Regions from separate parts of the Mus musculus genome. Here region 2 is linked to region 1. A link is a contact called in public HiCAR-type data. All regions are on one chromosome and are shown on one strand. Each heading gives the region's core, a stretch centred on a gene start, on an enhancer-like site or on the middle of the called end of the contact. The rest is flanking DNA. Distances are from core to core; before and after follow the strand shown. Region 1 holds the start of Pomc (pro-opiomelanocortin-alpha). Region 2 overlaps Gm46332 (a long non-coding RNA gene).

Evidence for each region. HiCAR-type assays count read pairs that join an accessible place to other places.
Region 2: a HiCAR-type map of embryonic stem cells shows a contact between it and region 1, with 4 times the contacts expected there. The contact joins the enhancer-like site here to the promoter of Pomc in region 1. A contact is called at or near these places in 11 of 39 promoter capture datasets (the 3T3-L1 cell line, 3T3-L1-derived adipocytes, the C10 cell line and 6 more), 2 of 484 Hi-C or Micro-C datasets (cardiomyocytes and embryonic stem cells), 6 of 115 datasets of contacts at active chromatin or transcription factors (all in embryonic stem cells) and 1 of 9 other capture datasets (liver).

Annotation. Positions count from the first base shown.
Region 1 is chr12:3,952,739-3,957,371 of GRCm38.p6, reverse strand. It overlaps Pomc (pro-opiomelanocortin-alpha), which reads right to left and starts at 2,427. Exons shown (of 3, transcript NM_001278584.1): 1 at 2,326-2,427. RefSeq lists a cis regulatory region at 2,594-2,605 and promoters at 2,340-2,851, 2,453-2,925.
Region 2 is chr12:4,556,824-4,561,457 of GRCm38.p6, reverse strand. The region is part of intron 1 of Gm46332 (a long non-coding RNA gene); the gene reads left to right. Among named protein-coding and RNA genes, the nearest start is that of Gm46332, 10 kb to the left of the region's middle. Within about 2 kb of position 2,642, at least 88 of the 459 cell types and tissues checked have an H3K27ac peak or open chromatin away from gene starts, as enhancers often do. A contact at or near this core is called in embryonic stem cells, where this site is marked.

The sequences.
Region 1 (4,633 bases), core at 1,178-3,677:
CATAAGTCTTGTAGTCTGAAATATGTGATTTTGAAGAGGATGTCAATATTGAGGACAGAGAGATAGGCAAAAGAATGGAAAGGAAGCTGCCTCCACAGTGGAGAACGACTAAGATACTGTGGAGGAATGCAAAGCACCTCTGGGCAGATATGGAGGTCAAAAGACCAACAGGCAGGAGAGAGAGAGAGAGAGAGAGAGAGAGAGAGAGAGAGAGAGAGCAACTTTGGTCCCCTGGTGTCCAGCTCTTCCCTCACACTGCTAGGTTCTTAGCCTGTGATATCTGTTCCCCCTCACCCAAGGACCCCTAATGTCACCCTACTCTGTAAAAGTTCCCCACCAACTTTACACTCATTCTGGATTTCAGATTACCAGCTGTTAGGAAGACATTTAATTAGATTAGAAAAATTAGTTCATAGTAAGATGTAAATACCCAGGCTCATACCTTTAATCCCAGCACCCAGGAAATAGAGGCAGGAGGATCTCTGAGTTCAAGACCAGCCTGGTCTACAGAAAAAATTCCAGAACAGCTAGGGTTACACAGAAATACCCTGACCTGAAAAAAATAAAATAAAATAAAATGTAATAATTTTAAAAAAGATGTAAATGACTTAAGTGTCTGTTACCCCTGATGAACATTTGCATTTTAAGATGAATATGACAGAAAATAAAGACGGGAGCCAAACCTCTATTTTTGAAAGGGAGGATTTGGAAGTGAAAGTCTTCCTTCAAGAATCTCTTTCTCCTCTCTGCTCCACCCCTGCACCATTCTTCTAGAGCTGGTTTTTCCTGCAAGCTCTGAGTGTCTTTTTCAGAACAACCATTAGTAGGCGCTAGCAGTCATTGAACTATGTGGTCCGTACCTCAGCCTAGAAGCAACCTTGTTCACCATTGCTGGGGCTCAGGCTCAGACTGGAGCAAATTAGCTCAAAATGCTGAGATCACAAAATTCCCCCAGATAGGAAAGCATAAAAAATGATAAATAGCATGAAAACATATTAGTAAAGAAAAGTAAGATCATGCAAGTCCTCTCACTAAGTTTCCATTGTCCTGAAAGTTGTGTGACCATCTTTGAAGGAGCCACAGTTGAGATTTCAGGCCTTCAAAATTGTGCCTTCTCTTCCTAGCCCACCCACTGTGTGCTGAAATTCTTATGCCCCACTCCTAGAGCATTTTATTTGTATTTCTCCCTTTTCTTACAATGAAACAAATGTCTTATTTGTGCCTCTTTTTTTTTTTAATCAAAAGTATTGAGGGAAATGTCAAATGCTGTGCTTTTCATAGATAGGAGAGTGTCAGGTTCCAGTCATTAACATCTCTGGAAGACAGAAGGTTGTGGTTTATTCATTTTGACAGAACTGCGCTTATTAGGGCCCCAGAAAAGTCTCTGAACTCAGTAGAGCTTATATGTTCTGCTCTCAGAGTGACTGCGACAAGCTGTGTATAAATCTGAGAGGCACAGAGATGCGGCTTCATCCATACACAGTGCGTTTGCTTCAACTTCTATAAGACCCAAAGGAAACAATCTGCACTTACTTTATACATTGACAAACTTCTTTTCATTTTACTTAACTCCTTCCAGCCATTCTGTGAAAGCTTCCCATGATTTATACATGGAAAACTTGAGGGAATCTTTCTCTCCATTTGAAATGTCCTTTACCTGAGTATGGGTCCTTACAAATTGCTGCAACGCCCCCACAGTTTTATAAAGGCTTCCGAAAGTAGACGGAGTATTTCAGAACCTTGGACAGTTCCCTCCCACACCCTGTTTTTAAATCTGAGCTGGATCTTGAAGACAAGAACCTACTTACCGTCCTGTCCTATAACCCACGTAATTATCACAATGCAACCACCCCAGATCTGCTAAGATGCGCAGAGAAACGAGGGTTTGGACGTCTACAGCAACAACAAATGAACTCCACCATTAGGAGTTTATTGTGACTCGGCTTTCTCTCCCGCTATCTTTCCAACATGTTCAGTCTCCTGCCTTAAAGAAGATATACAAGTCCAAACAATCGGAAGGAGAAGCCTAAAGGGGAACTCTCCCAAAATCTCCCCAGGGGCCAGTCGGAGTCTAAGACAATCCTAAGCCTCCCAACACTTCATTCCTCCATGCGGACTCTGGGACCATCCCCAGATGGAGTCGCCAAACCACCTGCTCTCTGGAGCAGTCTGTCAACCCATCATCCGGGCTCAGCTCTCTCCCATCTCAGAAGTTTGAGAAGAGGTCAGGTCCGCTACAAACCAGAACGCCAGTCTGCTGAGGATCCCAAGGTCCGGGGTCAGAGCTCAGAGTAAGGGAGCTGTCCAGAGCTGAGACACCCTTACCTGTCGCGGAAAGGCAGCTCTCTGGGGACAAAGATGTTCAGTGGCCTCTCTTAGTCACTGCTCTTAACCTCTTTTCTCTTCCGTCGCCTCCCGTTTGGTCCCTGTCGCTCTTCTCTCTTCTTTTATACTTGCAGGGTTGGGTGGGTGAGCCTTGGACGTGACCTTCCTGGCAGCGCTTCTGCAGCGAAGGGGGGCGGCGGGCCTCGGGAGGGGGGCTTCCCGGTCCTGGCTGAGCGCAAGGCACATCTGCCTGGAAAGCGCGGAGGCTGGCGTTAGCACAGACCCGCTGAAGCGCACACCTGGCGCTGGTGGTTAGGAAGAACTTAATTAAGAATGGTGTTGAATCTCCACTTAGAACTGGACAGAGGCTTAGCGTCCCTGTGCGAGGCAGGCCTAGTTCTGAGATCTTGCAGATCGGAGTGGAATTACCTATGTGCGTCCATCTGCCTTCCTGGCATTTGGAGGTAAATATCACTAATGAGGAAGGGGATTTGTTATGTCGCAGATTTCCCCAATGATGGGAAAGTGTGATATCTTGTGAAACCAAAATCTCAGTTCCGTTTTGAGAAGGGAGACAACAGAGGCTGTCAAGAGTCACGGCCGCCCAAGGCAGGCTACCTTTTGGAGTGGGGTGTGTGCCTGCCTTGATTCCCCAATACTTATTTCAAGACAGGTGTCCTTCTGTGCCCAAACTCTAAGGGCAAGGTCATGCCAGCCTCAGACTATTAACCAAGAGGTGCAGCGCTCTGTGGTGGGCAATGGAAATGGAAGCCATCCCGGGGCTGAGCTGGCAGAATGGTCTGGGTGGGGATTGTCTGACAGCCCTCACCATGTGGCCAGGCCCAGGCATTCTGGCTTAGCTGTGAACTCACAGGCCAAAACAGAAGGAAGAACAGACCTGCAGTGGCATCTACCTGAGCCAGCACAAAGAGCAAAACTTGTGAAGAGAGCTGTGGCTGGCAGCAGGACCAGGCCTGTACCAGACCAGTCGGGGTGCCTGCCTAATCTACCAGCTGAAGGAACTTCACTCCCCAGTTAGACGCTGTTTGCTTGTCTATTTGCTTTGTTTTGTTTGGGGGATTCCAGGGCTCCTTTGAGAGTTCAGCTTTTCTGATTGGCATCCAAAAATCTTTTCCTTTTGTGCCATGAGAGAACACACCAAGCTCCCAAACAAGAGCAAGGAGTGTGTCACCTGGCTGTGGCCTCTTTCCGGAGTGACTTCCTGCTGTCCATCTTGTATCCTGGGTGTCACATACTCCCAACACTCATACTCCATGAGCACTACTTTCTGCCTCTACTTCCCTGAGTGTTTCCCGGAAGCTTAGCACCCTCTGTCCCTCCAGTGAGGTTACTCCCCATCATCTCCCAGTTCATATTAAGCCCCCTTTGGCTATTATTTCTGCCAGGAGCCTGAGAAATGATCTGTGTTCGGCAGGGAACCCCATTCTTGTCTCATCTGTATATGTAGCTTATTATACTTGAACTAATACACTTCTGTCTTCAACCTCCCATCCACCTCTGCCCTCACCGACATCAGGCTCACCAGCTCTCTAATTGTGGTGATTTTGTCTTTGTTTTCCTTTGCTTTATTGTTCTGTCTTTAGGGGGCTGCTTGCTACTGGCAGCCTCAAAGTCAAATCAAGGTAAGTTTGGGTTGGCCCATCATCTGGGCTCCTAATTATATATAGAAGAACTTGCTTTGGCCAATATGAACTGAAAAGCTTGAAAAGTTATTAAACAACATTAGGAAACACTGGTTGGGCTATAGGATGTAAAGGGGGAGGGCAGGAGACAGGGTGGCTGGACCCACGGCCAAAATCAGTAAAGAGAAAAGAAAACCAGGGCCTAGAGAGATGGCTCAGTGGTTAAGTGCACTGGCTGTTCTTCCAGAGGTCCTGGGTTCAATTCTCAACACGTACATGGCAGTTCATGCCTGTCTATAAACTCCAGCTCTGAGGGATTCCACAATCCCATACACTCATCAGAGGACATAAAATAAAAATTAAAGATTAAAAAATATTTTAAAAAAGAAGAAAAGAAAACCAGATCAGAATCAGGGTCAAAGGCCACAGGATATCCTGTTACCACACAGGCATTGAACATGGATGTCACCAGGAAAAAGTCTCCATTTTCTTTGCATCTTAACATTAATAGTTCTTCTTTGATAGCCTGGAGCAGGTGCCTCTGAAGGCCTCACTTAGTGTAACACTGTAGTGAATTCTTGATTGCTTTCCAATGCTTAACACACTGTGCTTCCAAAGAAGCCAAATTAATACTGATGAGTGCATCTAATATAACTAGCTTCTGG
Region 2 (4,634 bases), core at 1,393-3,892, 600 kb before region 1:
TTATATGATTCTGGGTACATACAAAAAATATGGTCAGTTCTTAAGGCATAAACAAAGTAGTCAATGAACAAACAAAGAATAAATATAGTAGTCAAGGAACAAGCAGGGAAAAAAATCAAAGCAATAAAGTCCCATGGTCACTATGTTTAGAGGTGTATCAGGATGGTCTAGATACAAGAATACATTTCTCAGCTGTATTTGCCTTGAGCCTATTTCATTGTCCCAGCCCGGTATTCCACCAAATTCCTAAAACAGCTCTCCACAGATTTCCAAAGTGGCAGTACAAGGCTGTACTTCCACGAGCAATGGAGGAGTGTTCTCCTTGCTCCACAGCTCATCAGCATGAGCTGCCACCTGTGTATTGAATCTTAGCCATTCCAACAGGTGTAAAATGGAATCTCAAAGTCATTTGGATTTGCTTTCCTTGATGGCTAAGGATGTTGAACATTTCTTTAGGTTCTTCGCCATTTGCGATTCCTCTGTTGAGAACTCTGTTTAGCTCTGTATCCCATTTTTTAATTGAGTTATTTGGTTTGTTTATGTCTAGTTTCTAGAGTTCTTTATATATTTTGAACATCAGCCCTTTACCAGATATGGAGCTGGTGAAAATCTTTTCCCATTCTGCAGGCTGCCATTTCTCCTATTGGTGGTGTCCTTTGCCTTAACCTTACAGAAGCTTTTCAGTTCCATGAGGTTACATTTATTACACATGTGCATATATACAATGACATATATAATGTGTATACTTATAAATAAGATACATGAGAATAACCAGTGAACCAGCTGCAGGTACAAATGCTTTTAGATTAAAAAACTGTTACAAGGAGTCAGGTATGGTAGCAAACACATATAATACTGTGGTAGTTTGAATAGGTATGGCCCCCACAGACTCATGTGTTTGTATGCTTGGCCATAGGGAGTGGCACTATTAGGAGGCATGACCTTATCGAGTAGATGTGGCCTTGTTGGAGGAAGTGTGTCATTGTGGGGGCAGGTTTTGAGGTCTCATATGCTCAAGTTACACCCAGTGTGGCACATAGTCTCCTGCTGCTGCCTACAGATCAGGATGTAGAACTCTAGGCTCCTCCAGCACTGTCTTCCTGCATGCTGCCATGCTTCCTGCATGATGATAACACTAAGCTTCTGAAACTGTAAGCCAGCCCCAATTAATGTTTTCTTTATAAGAGTTGCTGTGCTCATGGGGTGTTTCTTTATAGCAGTGAAACCTAATCTAAGACAAATACCAACACTTCAGAGATGGAAGCTGGAGGGTCAGAGAGTTCAAGGCCATCATGGAATACATGGTATCCAAACCCTTCTAGGCTCCAGGCACCAACTATACAATAAATGATAAAATGAGAACTCACAGAGGAATTGAGCATGTCAGTGTTAAAAACTTGTATATGACAAACCCACGAGGTGTAACTCACTGGAGGAGGGCTCTTCTGGCATGTGTGAAGCCCTGGGTTCAGTCTCCAAAACTACAATGAAAAGATTATAACATCTGAGCCAATAACTCCCACAGTTAAATCATGCTTTTAAAATAAAATACTAAAACCACACTAACGAGGGTATTCTTCATATGTAACAAACCCAGAGGATTCTGCTAGAGACACAGTGAAGAAGGCCCGGCCACTGGCCTGATTCTGTGTGGCTCCCTCTCTGACCTGTTCTCTGAGTTACTCTCTTCCCCTGCTTTATCTTAAATCCTAGGATCACAGATCTGACAGAAATGGAAACCGCCTCCCAAGCAGCAGTGACTTCCGTGGCACTGGCCAGTCCCAGGCTAATAACCAACCAGACCACAGTCTCCCCAGGATTACTAGCTATATAAATCCTCGACTTTGGCGCTCCCTATATATAGCCACAGAGCTGTTGCTTACACCTCAAAGACAGATTTTAGGTCACTAGACTCTTTATTGTCGCTGGTACATCTACACTGAAAATAAACCCTATTCTGCTTTCAACACTGCAGGAACTGATTGACCAGGCCAAACTGTTGGGACCCCTACAACTGTGTCTTTACGGAGGACTCTCCTAACTGGCATGATAGATTTGAAGGAGGCCATCAAGGAAATAGTATCATAGACTTTTATTTTCCTTCAAATGAACTACCAAACTCTGACTTAAACAACATAGTATTAGTTTAGAGAACCAGAAAAAAAAGAAAAAATTCGGATTTGAGATTAACTTAATTCAGGGACTCTGGCTCTCTTTTCCTCCTTACAGTTGTCTTCATCTGTGTGTTCAATCAATCCCCGGCTGCAGCTAGGCCTCATCACTACACAGCATCGAGAAGGGAAACCAGCACTTCCTGAGGTGCTAACTCTTGCTCCCTCTCCCTCCGTTTATGTGTGTGTGTGTGTGTGTGTGTGTCTGTGTGTGCTCGCTCACTTGCGTACAGTGTGCATATAAGCACAGATCAAGGGCTCCCTCCATTTATGTGGTTCCCTTTGCTCTTTGCCATGAAGTGACGGTGCTTCTTCTGTAGTTTGTACCATTGTGTGTTAGCACAGGCCCAGAACAGCAGAGCCAATCAGCAAAGGACTGAAACCTCCAAAACTGAGACAAAGTAACCTTTCCTCTTTCCAAGTTTAGCACATTCCTGAATGCTGACTGGCACGCTCCCAGGAGAAAGGAATGCAACAAGGAGAAATGCTCAGCTACATTTAACCACAGCGGAATGATACACTAAGACATGTAGGGCTGGAGAGATGGCTCTGAGGTTAAGAGCACCGACTGCTCTTCCAGAAGTCCTGACTTCAATTCCTGGCAACCACATGGTGGTGGCTCACAACCATCTTTAATGGGATCTGGTGTCCTCTTCTGGTGTGTCTGAAGAAAGCAATGGTGTGCTCATATAAATAAAATAAATCTTTAAAAAGAAGAAGGAGGAGGAGGAAGGAGGAGGAGGAGGAAGAGGAGGAGGAAGAGGAGGAGAAGGAGAAGAAAAGAGACCTGATTGTAACTGGGTACAGGTGTCCGTAGTTGTATCTACTTGGAAGACTGGGGCTTGAGGCTAGTGAGTTCCAGGCCAGCTTGGGTGCCATAGTGAGACCCCCATCTCCCAAAAAAGTGAAAAAAGAGGTACAAGTTTACATTAAGCAAACTATCAATAATACTGAATTTTGTCAATTATGTGGAGAAATAAAAACTCTTAATGCCCTGCCAGTGGGAGTACTAAAATGAGACAATAACTGGAAAGACAGCATCCGCTAGCTAGTCAAGCAGAAGGTGATGTAACAACGCCACATCCTAGAGAAACTCTCAAAAGAACAAACCAATTCAGTGGGACTGTTTTACTTTGATTGTGCTGGGAATTGCCCCTAGGGCCTTTGCGAATGCTAAGTAAGCACTCTATCACTAAGCTATGTCCCCAGTGACAGTGGCACTAATTATAATAGCATAATATTAGAAGCAGCACCAGGGTCCAGCAGTAGTTGAATGATGGATTACAGCATAGAATGGAATACTATTTAACAGTGAAGCTACAACAGCACCAGCAAATCTCAGGAATATAATGTTGAATGAGAGGAGGCAAGTCACAGAGTACATATTATATTATTTCATCCAAATGAAATGTAAAGGATGTAAAACTATAAATATATAAGATGCTTAAGCCCTAAGAATTCAAAGATAACATAAAATTTAGAATAGTACTTATTTCTCTTCCAATTCCTATTTAGACATATTTACCTTATGTGTAGGCTGCCTGCATGTGTGTGCCTGACCACATCTGTGGCTGGTGCTCTGAGAGCTTGGAAGAAGGTTAGGGATCCCCTGGAAATGAGGTTACAGATGGTTGTGAGCCATCAAAGTGGATGCCAAGAACTTAACCCCACGCCTCCGCAAGGTCAGGAAGTGCTCTTATGACAAGGGCCGGCCTGGGCTTGGAGAGGGGTTCTGAAGTCAAACTGTGGGTCCCAAGCTAGTGGCCAATGCTCTGCTAGAGACAGCTTTCCAGCCTGCTTTCTCTCTGTTCTTTCTTTCTCTCTGCCCTCTCAGGAGATCTCCTGAAAGTTCTCCCTAGGTTCTCCTGGAGACAGTTCTCCAAGCAGTTCTTTTTCTTTTTTTCTTTATTTACATTTCAAATGTTATCCCCTTTCCTAGTTTCCCCTCCCTCTCTTGCTATTCTAAAAAATTCTCAGAATAGCTCCTCTCCTGGAGAACAGAAGCCCAGTCTTGTCTTTTGCACATCAATCCAGTCTTTCACTTGAGGCTTCCTTTTGATTATCCTGTGAATCTGCATCCTGCAGCCCTAAACCTCAATTCTTAGGAACTGCAAGCACACATTTCCTTTTAACATTGCAAAAGAATTCAGAGATCTTCTGCCTCTTATAAGCACAGATGCAGATGGTGGGACCACGCCCCGGAATTACCATTTCTACTACAACGCCTAACCTGGCTCCATCCCAAACTGATCCTGAACTCGGGAATCTGTCTGTCTTTTGTCAGCATAGATTAAAAAAACCTAGCCTGGCAGCGGTGGTGGCGCACGCCTTTAGTCCCAGCACTTGGAAGGCAGAGGCAGGCGGATTTCTGAGTTCGAGGCCAGCCTGGTCTACAGAGTGAGTTCCAGGACAGCCAGGGCTATACAGAGAAACCCAGTCTCAAAAAAACCAAACACCAAAACC